Linked DNA regions of Hordeum vulgare: region 1 is linked to region 2. Evidence: chromatin contacts called from public Hi-C data. All regions are on one chromosome and are shown on one strand. The core of a region is the stretch at or near the end of the contact, and the rest is flanking DNA. Distances in the headings are between cores, read along the strand shown. Region 1 has its middle 21 kb from the start of LOC123427802. Region 2 holds the start of LOC123427801.

Region 1 (5,528 bases), core at 1,136-3,635, 120 kb after region 2:
GGGGGATCTTATAAGGCCTTGTGCAATGGTACGGGGGCTTGAGGAAAAAGAGCAGCGTGACACATCATCTTGCAGTGCTCAGGTGCTAGCCATAGGTGCTTCAATTGCTCACATGGAGGCGTTGGGAACTTTTTGCTCTTCTTTTTTCCCGTGTCGATGGAAGCTTGAAAGGAGCAGTTATTTCGCAGCACTGGCTGGCACCGGAAGCAAACATTTGCTTCTGCCTCCCTTCCTAAGCACCGGCGTAATACAATACGAGGGGGGAAAAAACGGTTTTTTTGTCATGGCACCTGGCTAAGCACTCCGCGTTGTACAGGGCCTAATTAGCTTATGATACACGAGCGAAGTCCGCTGTAGACTGTAGGTGTAAGTTATCTCAGACACCTCGTAGCGGCGCACGCACAATTGTTACGTCAGGAGACAACTTTGTTTGTTGGGGATCTTAATTAACTTTAATCACACATGGGACGGAAATGACAAGTTGCTATACCATTAATTGTATACCGAAGGGCAAAAGCATATACTGTTGTTATGGCTGATACCGAAAGCACACAGGAAGTAGTCAACTACAAATAAGCAAATTGCCAGATCTTCCTATGTAACTGAATACTTGTATTTGACAGAACTAGTCTAAATATTTTTAACTATAAGTTTTTAGAAATGGACGGACTTTGTAATTTCCTTCACTCACTGTTATAGGATGTTTTAGATATTCTAGTGTGAACTACTCCCTCCATTCACTGTTATACGATGTTTTACATATTCTAATATGAACTACTCCCTTCGTTTTATAATATAAAATCGTTTCTCAAGCTAACGTAGCTTGAAAAATGATTATATTATGAAATGAAAAGAGTATGAATGAAAACATGGAAATGCATGCGATCCTGATCTGTCATGCAAAAAACTAAGGAGGGCGCTGGCTAGAACAATCCATGCAAAAAACTTTGACAAGCAGGTTTAGGTGACCGAAAAGCGATGCTGTTTGCAAGAATCTGTTTATTCAGAAAAGTCGTCTGCTTTTGAGCCATGTACTAGTACTGTTCTCAATTTCTTCAGACTGAAACTGCTTTTGTTCTTTCTACATGAATTTTTCGGAATCTACGTACTCGCTCTCCGTTCCCGATGCTACCCAAAGAGAAGATAACAACAAATAAACACCAGAAAAACATAATGCAACAACCAATATGATGCAGCTGAAATTAGGAGATTTTTTTTTTTGCAAGGTAAAAAAAGATTTCCATTACTTAAGACGACTTTTCTGAATAAACATATTCTTGCATATAAAAATGAAGGGAGTAACAGCAATCGGAATCTCCTTAGGGTCATCCTGGATCATTCTCTGAATCTCCTCAAAGAGTACACGCGATCTCGAGCGGTCCATCGACCTAGCGTTTATCACGCAATGGGCAGCCTGTGCGATATAGGGCGAGCTCGGGTTCATCCCTGAAATTAGGATAATTAAGGCAATAAGCTCCCAAATCAATACCTTCGAGCTTTGCCGAGGAATTTGGCTCTGTTGGGAAAAATCCTGACATCCATGGTGACGATTGCTGTCTGTCACCTAACTTGTCAAACTAGTTATTGATGATTACTATATATATTTTCTCCTCTTTGGACTGGCCAGAGCTTTGTGATTTATGTCAGCCGCCGTGATTCTTGTTTCTTATATTTAATACTCGGAAAGGTTCAGACAAACAAGAAAGTGAATCAACAGAGCCTTGCAGCAGCCACAACTGATCCGAGGGCGGAGGCAGGGTACGCAGCGGCTGAGGTCTGTGAAGACATTAGGTGCCTTTGCTGGATGTTGGAGAAATATTTTGTGTCGACGTCAAAGTCAAAGTGTCGAATTCAGGCTTTGAATCAAACTGGGCAATCGTCCCCTTTCCTTCTGTGGTTCCGCAGCAAATTACACTTGTGTCTGTCTGCTCGTCAAGTGCAGAAGTCCAGTTGGCTGATGATCCTTGTCTGCTGACTTTGTGAAACTAGTTACTGAGCAGCAGTACATATATTTCTCTCTCGATCGTGCATGACTGAACATACTGGCCAAGCAATCTGATCCATCGTCAGGGAGTAGCTCAGGTAAGGTAAGCAATGACTTGTGCAGCAGAGCAGCCACAACTGATCCGACAGAGGCTCAGGTTCAGGTAGCCAAACGGCTGACGCCCGTGAAGAGAACTTTGCAAGGGAAGAAATGCCGTCACGCCGAACGCCTTTGCCGGATCTGGGAGGCGGTTTTTCCATGGAAGAAAATTATGTGTTGTGTCGATGTCACACTCAAGCGCACGTTGGAAGGAATATTGGGCAGTCATTTTCCTTTTGAAGTACAGCAGAGAGCTACACGCGTTCGTTCGTCGAGAGAAGAAGTCGTATTCTGGCGAAAGATGAAAATAAAGAGGGAGTATAAATGCTGCCGCAGCAGTACTACGTTGTTGCTGCGTCTAAGCTGCGTTAACTGTCTCGAAATTGGCTGTCATTTCTCGGACACTTGTACTACTCGTTCTGCTTTGCTTGATCAGACGGGAGTGGCAGCTAAACTGTATACTGAACACTGCCTAAGCTAAGAGCATCTACAACCGGACATCTCAAATCCTTCTCAAATGGTTGAACAGGCTGTTCGGTCATAAAAATTTAACCCACACATGCCTCTCAAAACAGCCTTAAACGTCCAAACTAACCGGCAACCCTCATTTCCAGCCCAAATATGGGACGATATTGGAGGAACCCGGTCACGTCCGCCACGTCAGACCCGACAACCCAACCCTACCACAAATTGCACCAAATTCATCCTGCAGAACTGTCGGATTCATTTCCTGTTTTTCTCTCTTCTTCCTCCGCGCGTTATGCCTAGTAGCCTCTGCCACCCTAGCTGCTCGGTCAAAGGGGTCATCTCTCCCGACCTCTCCGCGCAGGACATCGTCGCCGGTCCGGAAGACATCGCAGTGTAGCTGGGTTCTGGTCTTGAAGGGATTGTAAACCTTTGTGTACTGGATCAGCTTGATTCAGGTTGATTAATATAGATCCCTTTCCCCCGCAAATAAAAAAATAATTGCCAGATCGATCGGCACTCAACTTGTCAAACTACACGATGCTAGTACTGCACGATCGTGATCTGTCATGGATTAAGGAGGGCCGGCTTAGAATAATCCATGCAAATGCTTTACCGGCTGGGCAGGTTGGGTGATCGGAACATGTTGGTGTCTGCGCGAATCCGTACTCGTGGAGCCGGATCTGCTTTTGAGGCTTGTACTAGTATAATATCACTTCTTCTGTCTTAAAATAAATGTCTTTATTTTATACTTTGTTCGTTTTAAAATAAATATCTTAAGCTTAATGTAATTTTATACTAGAACTAGTACAAAGTTAAGACAGTTATTTTGAGACAGAGAAAGTACTATCTTTAATATAAAATTATATTAAAATTAAAACACTTATTTTAAAACGGATAAATACTTATTAATGTTGAGCTCAAATTTGGTAAACTAGACAGCAAGCTGCAGAATCAATACAACTTCGAGCTCGCCGAGGAACTACCGACTCATCCTGACATGACATCCATGGTGTTGTCACTTGACACTTGAGTATACAGTATTTTATTCCGTGGACAGGCCTGAGATTCGCGATTTATCGCCAGCTGCATATATGATTATGATATAAAGTACTCCCTCCGTTTCAAATAGCCCTCAATCTCAAAATAAATATCGAAAATTTATACTAACTTTAACAGTTGAGCACGAAGTACACTTGAGAAAAAGAAAATAAGCACATTCTTGTGCAGCAGCCACAACTGATCCTGAGAGGTTGAGGTAGGGTACGCAACGGCTGATGTCTGTGGAGAAACATCTGTGGCGAAGTCGGACTCATGCTTGGAATCAAACCGGTCAATCGTCCCTTTTACTTTTATATACTCCTACTACTAGTTCGGTAGCAAATTAAGTTGGTTTGCTCGTTAATATGGTACCGCAGTACTGGTCTTAAGCTGTACTGCCAGGGCCGGTCCTGAGATTTCGGGGGCCCAGGGCGAAACTAAAATTTAGGGCCCCATAGTATAAATAAATAGTACAGACTAGAGAAATAAATAGCAAAAAAAAAACCGAACTGGTTCTTCATCAACACTAGCAGATTCCGTGGGAGATGAATTATGGTCATGATCACTCACATTGTTATCGTCCGCGTCGATGTCAACATTGTCTTCTGTATGGATATCATCTTCTAGATCCACATTACTTGGTTCTCCCACAAGAACTAACGCCAACTCATCTGGATTTTTTGAAGTGGACGGGTTACTCTTAAAATATTTAGGAAGAGATCCTCTTTGTGAATCAACCAATTTTTGATCTGCTTTCCTCTTTTTTCTTTTAGCAGCACCTGATTTAGGCTTCATAATAATTCTGAAAATAAATAAATACGAATCAAAATTAGGGCATAAACTACCTAAAAAATAAAAAGGAATCACTAGAAGTAATCACAGGGCCGTCCAGATCGTCACTAGGGTAATCTTCAAAATGTTCTGCAGCTTTTCTTATTTCCCGGTCTAGATCTGGTCATCTGGATGCAACTCCTGCAAACTAGCTACCTAGTGCCGATCTGAACAGCAGTCTAGCCAGGAGATGAACTCCTATTTCCTGTATGTATCCAGCGCTCCTCAGGGGACGCACCACCGCCACGGACTTACCAGGCCCTGCTTGGGACTGACGAGGAGATGAACTCGCTGTTCGAGCAACTGTCGTCGAGGAGCTGCCACCGCCACGGAGAAGCTGCCGTCGAGGAGCACCACCGCCACGGAGAAGCTGCCGCCTGCCGTCGAGGAGCGCTGGATGTCCTGTGCGTTCGTGGCTTCGTGCGTCGCTAGGGAATAGGGATGAGGGATCCAGGCCTGGAGTCGCCGCCGCCGTACAGGGAGACGAGAGTCGAGAGAGCCAGAGAACGCACGATCAATCCATCCTGTCGTGGTGATAATTAAGAGCTCCGCTCCTCCTGCCAGCCCAGTTGTGATTTATCTTGTCTCTTGGCCCACAGAATAGGCCTGGCTTCTATTTTTTCTATATTAATTATAATAATTATTAGTAAGTTATAGTATACGTATATATGCAGGGGGTCCTTAAAAAATTTGGGCCCTGTGCGGCCGCCCCCGCGGACCCTCCCGGGGCCGGCCCTGTGTACTGCTACCTATGTAAACAGTAAACTAAACAATAAGCTCCAAAGTCAATGACTTTTAGAAAGCATAATTATCGGAGAATTGTCTCCCTTGGGACACATCCATGCTGACGATCCTTGTTCTCTTGACTTTGTCAAACTAGTTACTGAGACTAGTACATCTGTTGTTAAATATTACTCCCTCCGTCTTAAAATAAATATCTTAATTTGGTACTAATTTTAGTATTTTTAGGGTTTAAGGAGTATTAAAGTTGAGACATTGATAGGATGTATTAAAGTTGAGACACTTATTTTGAGTATAAGGGATTGGACATAGTCTGTGATTTTTGTCAGCTGCGTGATTCCTTTGTATTAGCTGGTCATTAACATCC
Region 2 (5,621 bases), core at 1,282-3,781:
GCCGCACGAGTAGCATATTCCTGCTTCATTCGCTCCAAATCAGCAATGCTTGGCGTCGCAGAGACCAATTCTAGCTCCTCTTTGCTAGCCCATGAAGCGATGTTCATCTTTCCTAGTTGTACACCTAGGGCAGCAATTTCTTTCCTTGCCTTGAGCCTGATTTCATCCTCTGACATCTCATTCGTGCCGCCTTTTCTGTTGAAATAAGGACCATCATCTGCATTGTCTTCTCCTATCGATGCTGTCGATAGTCCGCCCACAGGAGTTGATGGTATCGAACAATTAGGGCTCCGAGTCGGTGTCACAGACCCAAGTGGTGTTCCTGTTCTTGATGGATCTTGACTTGGTATTGGAGTCATTTCTGTGCCCACATCTCGCACAGAGACCGCCTGAACTGTAGGAATAGCTGTGTGCGATAGTTCATATCAGTTTACAGAAAAATGGGAGGCCGAAAATTGAACCGTAAATCTTACTTGCACTATGTAACAATTGCTGCTTCTTATCTTACTAACAAAGTAAAAAATGTACCTTCGATATCATTGCATGGCTTAATTGCAGTTGAACTGGTTTCAGTTGGCCCTTTCTGATACTCTGAGGTGGCAGTAGAACCTTGGTCAGGACAGACATCTGAGTGCCTGACCAACTTCGGCTGATGCGAAGCGAAAGACAGCCTCTCTAATATGCTCCGAGAAGCCGACGAAGCCGGATTGAATCTCTTCATGTTCTGAATGGGACGAGCAAATGCGCCGTGGTGTTTGGGCAAAACGCCACCGCCCCTGGGCGCAGCCGAATTCACCTGGTGTGCACTCTGGTTCTGCGATGTGCCCTTGGCGGTGTTCTGCTGAACAGTCTGCTTGTTCACAATCCATTTCTCAGCGTCGTTCCACTTGGAGGAAGCCTGTCTAGAGAAGTAGCCTGCGGTTGGATTCTGCGCCGCCGCCGTCTTCTCGCCTCCATGGAACTCAAAGCTACTGGTACTAGCATTGTCAAGACCGCTGTCACATTCGTTACCATCCTCCTCGACAGTTCGCACTGGATGTATCATGCTTGAGTTGCTCGGCGCAGGTTGGTGAACTGAACTTTTGGGCATGTTCTGAACCTTGTAGCTATCTACTGCTGGATCCTTGTCTACAACTTCGGTATTGCCGACTGCTGCAGGGCATTTGGCGGCACCGGAGCTGTCTGAAACTACAAGCAGAGCCAGATGGCTATAGATGTGATTACCTTAATCAGGGAAAAAGTAAGTTAAACACAAATAGGCTAGCGTTATGTATGTACCTTGGTCAAGAACATCGCATACTAATAATCTGTTCTGCGCTAGCGATGGCTCGGCGTTCTTCGAAGGCGATGTTCGCGACGAGCTGCTGCTGATGACCCTCACGCGGTTGTGGGCTCCCAGCAGCTTCATCCTCAGCTTTGTGGGAGAAAGGGCGCCTGCCTACATGAAGAACAAAGAGGTAAGTCTTCATCTACGGAAGCATTATAACTTAATAAAGTGTCTTGATTCAAGGTGGTAACCTCTATTATATCTTGTTCAAAATATTTCTAGGTAGGACCGTAGGAAGCTTATAGCTCTGTAAACTTCCAAGAAATTAGAAGTGCTGGTGTCATGCAAATTTTTAGACATTTGTGACAGTGACAGTGGATTGACCATTTGACACTTGTATTTCCTGACTGGGACACGGGGGTAGTGAAATCAGCATCACTTTAGCACGTAGTAGTACTAAAACAGTGCCGACGCCAAATTCTTCGGAAAAATGGGCGTTCTTTCTAGATTTCCACTGCCTATGCAGAAGGGACGACAGTTTTTCTGCATATTTAGCAGTACGCTTTACTTGAACTAGTTAGCTTCACTCTGACTGACAAAACAGATTTGCCCAACAAGTGATAACTGAAGAGAGCTACAGTTTATAAACAAACCGCTAACCAACTCTAGATTCTTAAAAAAGAAAAGGCTCCCAAATTGCTCGGCTCCGACGTCTGACAGCGAGACTAACTTTATAATCTTCTCATTGCAAAATAGGGAGACTGGCTTTGATCTGCCTATAGGAGAATGGAAGCTGCTATAAAAACGCAACAAAACATGGTAGACTTGGAAATGAGGAGCAGAGAAAGCACATCTATATCCAGAAAACGAAATATATATCTTCGGAAAAAAAAGGAAGGAAAAAATGTACTGGAAAAATGAAGCATCAGGAACGGCAACAACGGGTATGAACAGAGCAGGCCCTAATTCGGTGGGTGGGATCAAGCGAGCCACTGTGCTGGCCTCAGGAGATGGAGCCCGTACCTGGACCTTGTGAATCCTCTCGTACTCCATTGCCCCGTGCTGGTCCGCTGGATGTGTGCTTCCTTGTCTATCCCTGTTCGGGCGGCGGCTGCTGAGAGTGAGAGTGAGAGTGAGTGGGGGAGGGGGGGCTGAGGGAGGAAGAAGGGGATGGGGAGGGAAGGAGATGGGCGTGATGTGATGGGAGAAGAGAACACACTACGCTACGCTACGCTCTCAGTGGGGACTTGGCTACTGTAAGCAGAGATCTAACAGGCACGCCGTGATGTCTTGCCCTTTTTTAGTTCTTCTTCTCTACTTGCGCAGGACTCCACAGCGCAGCTTCTCTTCTCTGGCCGTGACAACTCCCTTTCCAAACCCCCCCAAAGAAAATTTACGTGTGTTTCCACTTCAACGAAAGGTCTCATCGACGCAGTGAAACCACAGAGCTGGGCTGTTACTGTGCTACAATTACTGCTAGCACGAACAGAGAGCCGTTTGCTGCACCTGTAGGAGTACTTGTTACCAACAACCTCAGACGGCTGTTCTTCTTTTTATTTTTTATTTACACGGAAAGTGCCCAGCCTCTTTTGCACGCCCGGATTAAACATAACCCCTCTCCCATTGCACAAAGTTATCTGGCCAGTGGCATCTCTCTCACTGGCGCGGAGTAGGAAAATCACCATCTGATTATCTCTCACTGACACGGATTAAGCATACAGAGTAATCTTTTGAAAATCTAGCATTTCTCGAGATGCGTGCGCTTTTAACGCCCCAAACTCCAATGCCCCAAACTTTTGCTGTGTTATTCTCGGCATCACAGTGGTGGTGGTGGTGGTCAAACAGAGGTCCCGATGCCGGACTTGGACTGGCCTCGACTGGACTGGACGGGATCCCTCTATCCGTCCACCAAGACCAAGACCAAGACCACGACCAAGCAGGCAACCCCACTCTGAATTACACGGCGCAGAGGGAGGCATGGGCGGCCGGCCCCGCCACACCTCCCCGTGTCAGTGACTCTGCGCGCACAAGCTTTATTAATATTATTTACCCGATCTCTCGGCCCTTTTCACCGTCCAGTTCAGTCCCATGTCATGATGCGCTCACTCGCCTCCCCTCCTCTCGCCGTGATCACAAGGCTGCCCCCGGCCGGTGTCGGTGTCGTCACGCATGAATATACTTTTGTCTTCTCCTCCGCCTCGCCGTTCGCCGAAGTTGACCCAGGTTTAGTTTTTCCTCTGCGCGCGTCTCGTACGTAGTGTACGTGTAGTTGGTTAGTATCATGGCCTCTGCTGTGCTGCTGCTGCTGCTGCATGCTTTGCTCTCCTCACCACCTCTGAATCTGATGGCTACCGGCCAAGCTTGCTGTGGCTCATGTGTTTGGATTCAATCACCGGGAAATAGTACCAGCGAGAATTATGGTCATGTGACTGTATGTATGAGGCGAGTGAGCCATGCATGCTACGGATCACGTACTAGTACTACTGGTGTGCTGGATGATTGAATTGGTGTTGCATGATTTGCTGTACTCGGGGGACTGATCATGGCGCATTTATCTGATTGATCATTGCGGCTGGTAGCCTTTAAAAGCCCCTGGTCCAACTCGGTGGTGGCCATGCATGCACTCGTCAGTACGAGTGCTTACAAAGCAGTTTGATTAACAATGCTCCAGCTACTAGTTTGAGTGCCGTCCATTTTTGATAGGTTTGACTGATCAAACACGCTGATGATTGAGCGTACGTACTAATTTATCCCAGCTAGTTTCGCATTTATCGAGTCTTCGTTACTCCCTCGGTCAAGGTTTAAGCGTGCATTTTTTTATACTCCCTCGTTCCTAAATATAAGTCTTTTAACAGATTTCATTAGTGGTCTACATACGAAACAAAACGAATGAATCTATATTCTAAAATATGTATATATACATATGTATGTAGTCCATTAGTGAAATTTTTAAAAAAACTTATATTTACGAACGGAGGGAGTAATACATAAGATTTAAGACGCAAAGACAATTACTTCTACTAGGAGAACGTTCGTGTGTTGCCACGGGTTCTTAAAATACCTTTACGAGTTATACAATTATAATATGAATTTGCACGCGTAGAGACGATATAACATGACTAAAATTGCTTAATAATTAAAGTTCACTTCACTTCTAACAGAGTTGTTTTAATTATTATTTTCTACCTAACTTTATTTTAGATAATTTCACCTAATGTTATCCCTATAGCTTATTAGAAGAACACTACACAACCCTAACTTTATCACTGCACACAAGTGCTCTTCCCGCGGTCGCCCTGATCCTCCTCCCCCTCACCCGCATCGCTGTCGGCCGACGGCCTCCGCGATCACCCACGCAGTCGCCGGCCTCCGCCGTTACCTCCCATTGCCGCCCCCTCTCACCCCCTCCGCATCCTCACGCAACGCTTGGTGCCTAGACCCCGTCTTCGGTGCCGTCGCCGTCGACCGTGGCTTCACCGACGAGTCCAGTTGCGTGGCTGTCGTCGACCACCAGGGCCATAGCTTCTCCAACGGCTTTCGGGCCCACATCCCGGACATCCGCCCCGTGCTCTACGACTGCGAGGCCGCCTTCACCCCTTCCACGTCGACTACCCATCGCCGTTGCCCTGCTTCCTCTACAGGGAATCCCTCAACGCGCCACTGCTGCATCTCACGGACAAGGACTGGTGGCCCGGCGGGGCGGCCAGGCCATTCCTCTCCCTCGGCGGCAGAAGAGTTGATCCCCACCGCGTCGCCCACCTCCGCTCCTTCTCCTAAACCCACACCAACACCAGATCTACGTCTCACACCCCCAACCCTGCCCCATTCCACCCTCCATCGTCACCATCTTCAAGGGAATCAAATTCGACCTGTCGGACTTCGTCGCGGCTGAGCCTCCCATCGCTGGTGAGAACATCGATCCCCCAATCCCCTCGCCTACCTATCTCAGAGCGATGTGCCATCCATGTCCCTTTTAACATGCTAAAAATGAAATGATAGGCACAGTAAAAAAATTATTAGCTGGATTTGTAGCACACTCTTGCCGATATTGGCTTCAGAAAAATAAAACATTCAGAGTTCATAGTGATGTGCAATCCCTGTCACTATAACATGCTAAAATGAAAGGGTAGGCAATTTTTGCTATAGTTTTCATTAGTTGGTTTTGTAGCACACATATATACAAACCATGCATTCCTTACCATATTGGCTTCAGAATGTTTAACATGTTCAGAGTTCATGGTGTCAATATCCTAAGTAGATGAGTTACGACAAAAAGATGAGTTTGGTAATGAGCTTCTTTGTTAGGACTGGCAATACCGTTCACATGCTTATAGTAAATATATTAGGTATTGTG

The links. Hi-C and Micro-C count contacts between places; a contact is called where the count stands out from the background.
Region 1: a Hi-C map of leaf shows a contact between it and region 2, with 2.5 times the contacts expected there. The contact joins the enhancer-like site here to the promoter of LOC123427801 in region 2. A contact is called at or near these places in 5 of 6 Hi-C or Micro-C datasets (leaf and seedling) and 1 of 1 datasets of contacts at active chromatin or transcription factors (embryo).

What each region holds. Positions count from the first base shown.
Region 1 is chr2H:611,921,431-611,926,958 of MorexV3_pseudomolecules_assembly, forward strand. No RefSeq gene overlaps it. Among protein-coding and RNA genes, the nearest start is that of LOC123427802, 21 kb to the right of the region's middle. Within about 2 kb of position 2,386, at least 2 of the 3 cell types and tissues checked have open chromatin away from gene starts, as enhancers often do. A contact at or near this core is called in leaf, where this site is marked.
Region 2 is chr2H:611,799,594-611,805,214 of MorexV3_pseudomolecules_assembly, forward strand. LOC123427801 reads right to left here and starts at 2,532. Exons shown (of 6, transcript XM_045111928.1): 1 at 2,291-2,532; 2 at 1,279-1,438; 3 at 529-1,182; 4 at 1-406. The coding sequence starts at 2,320.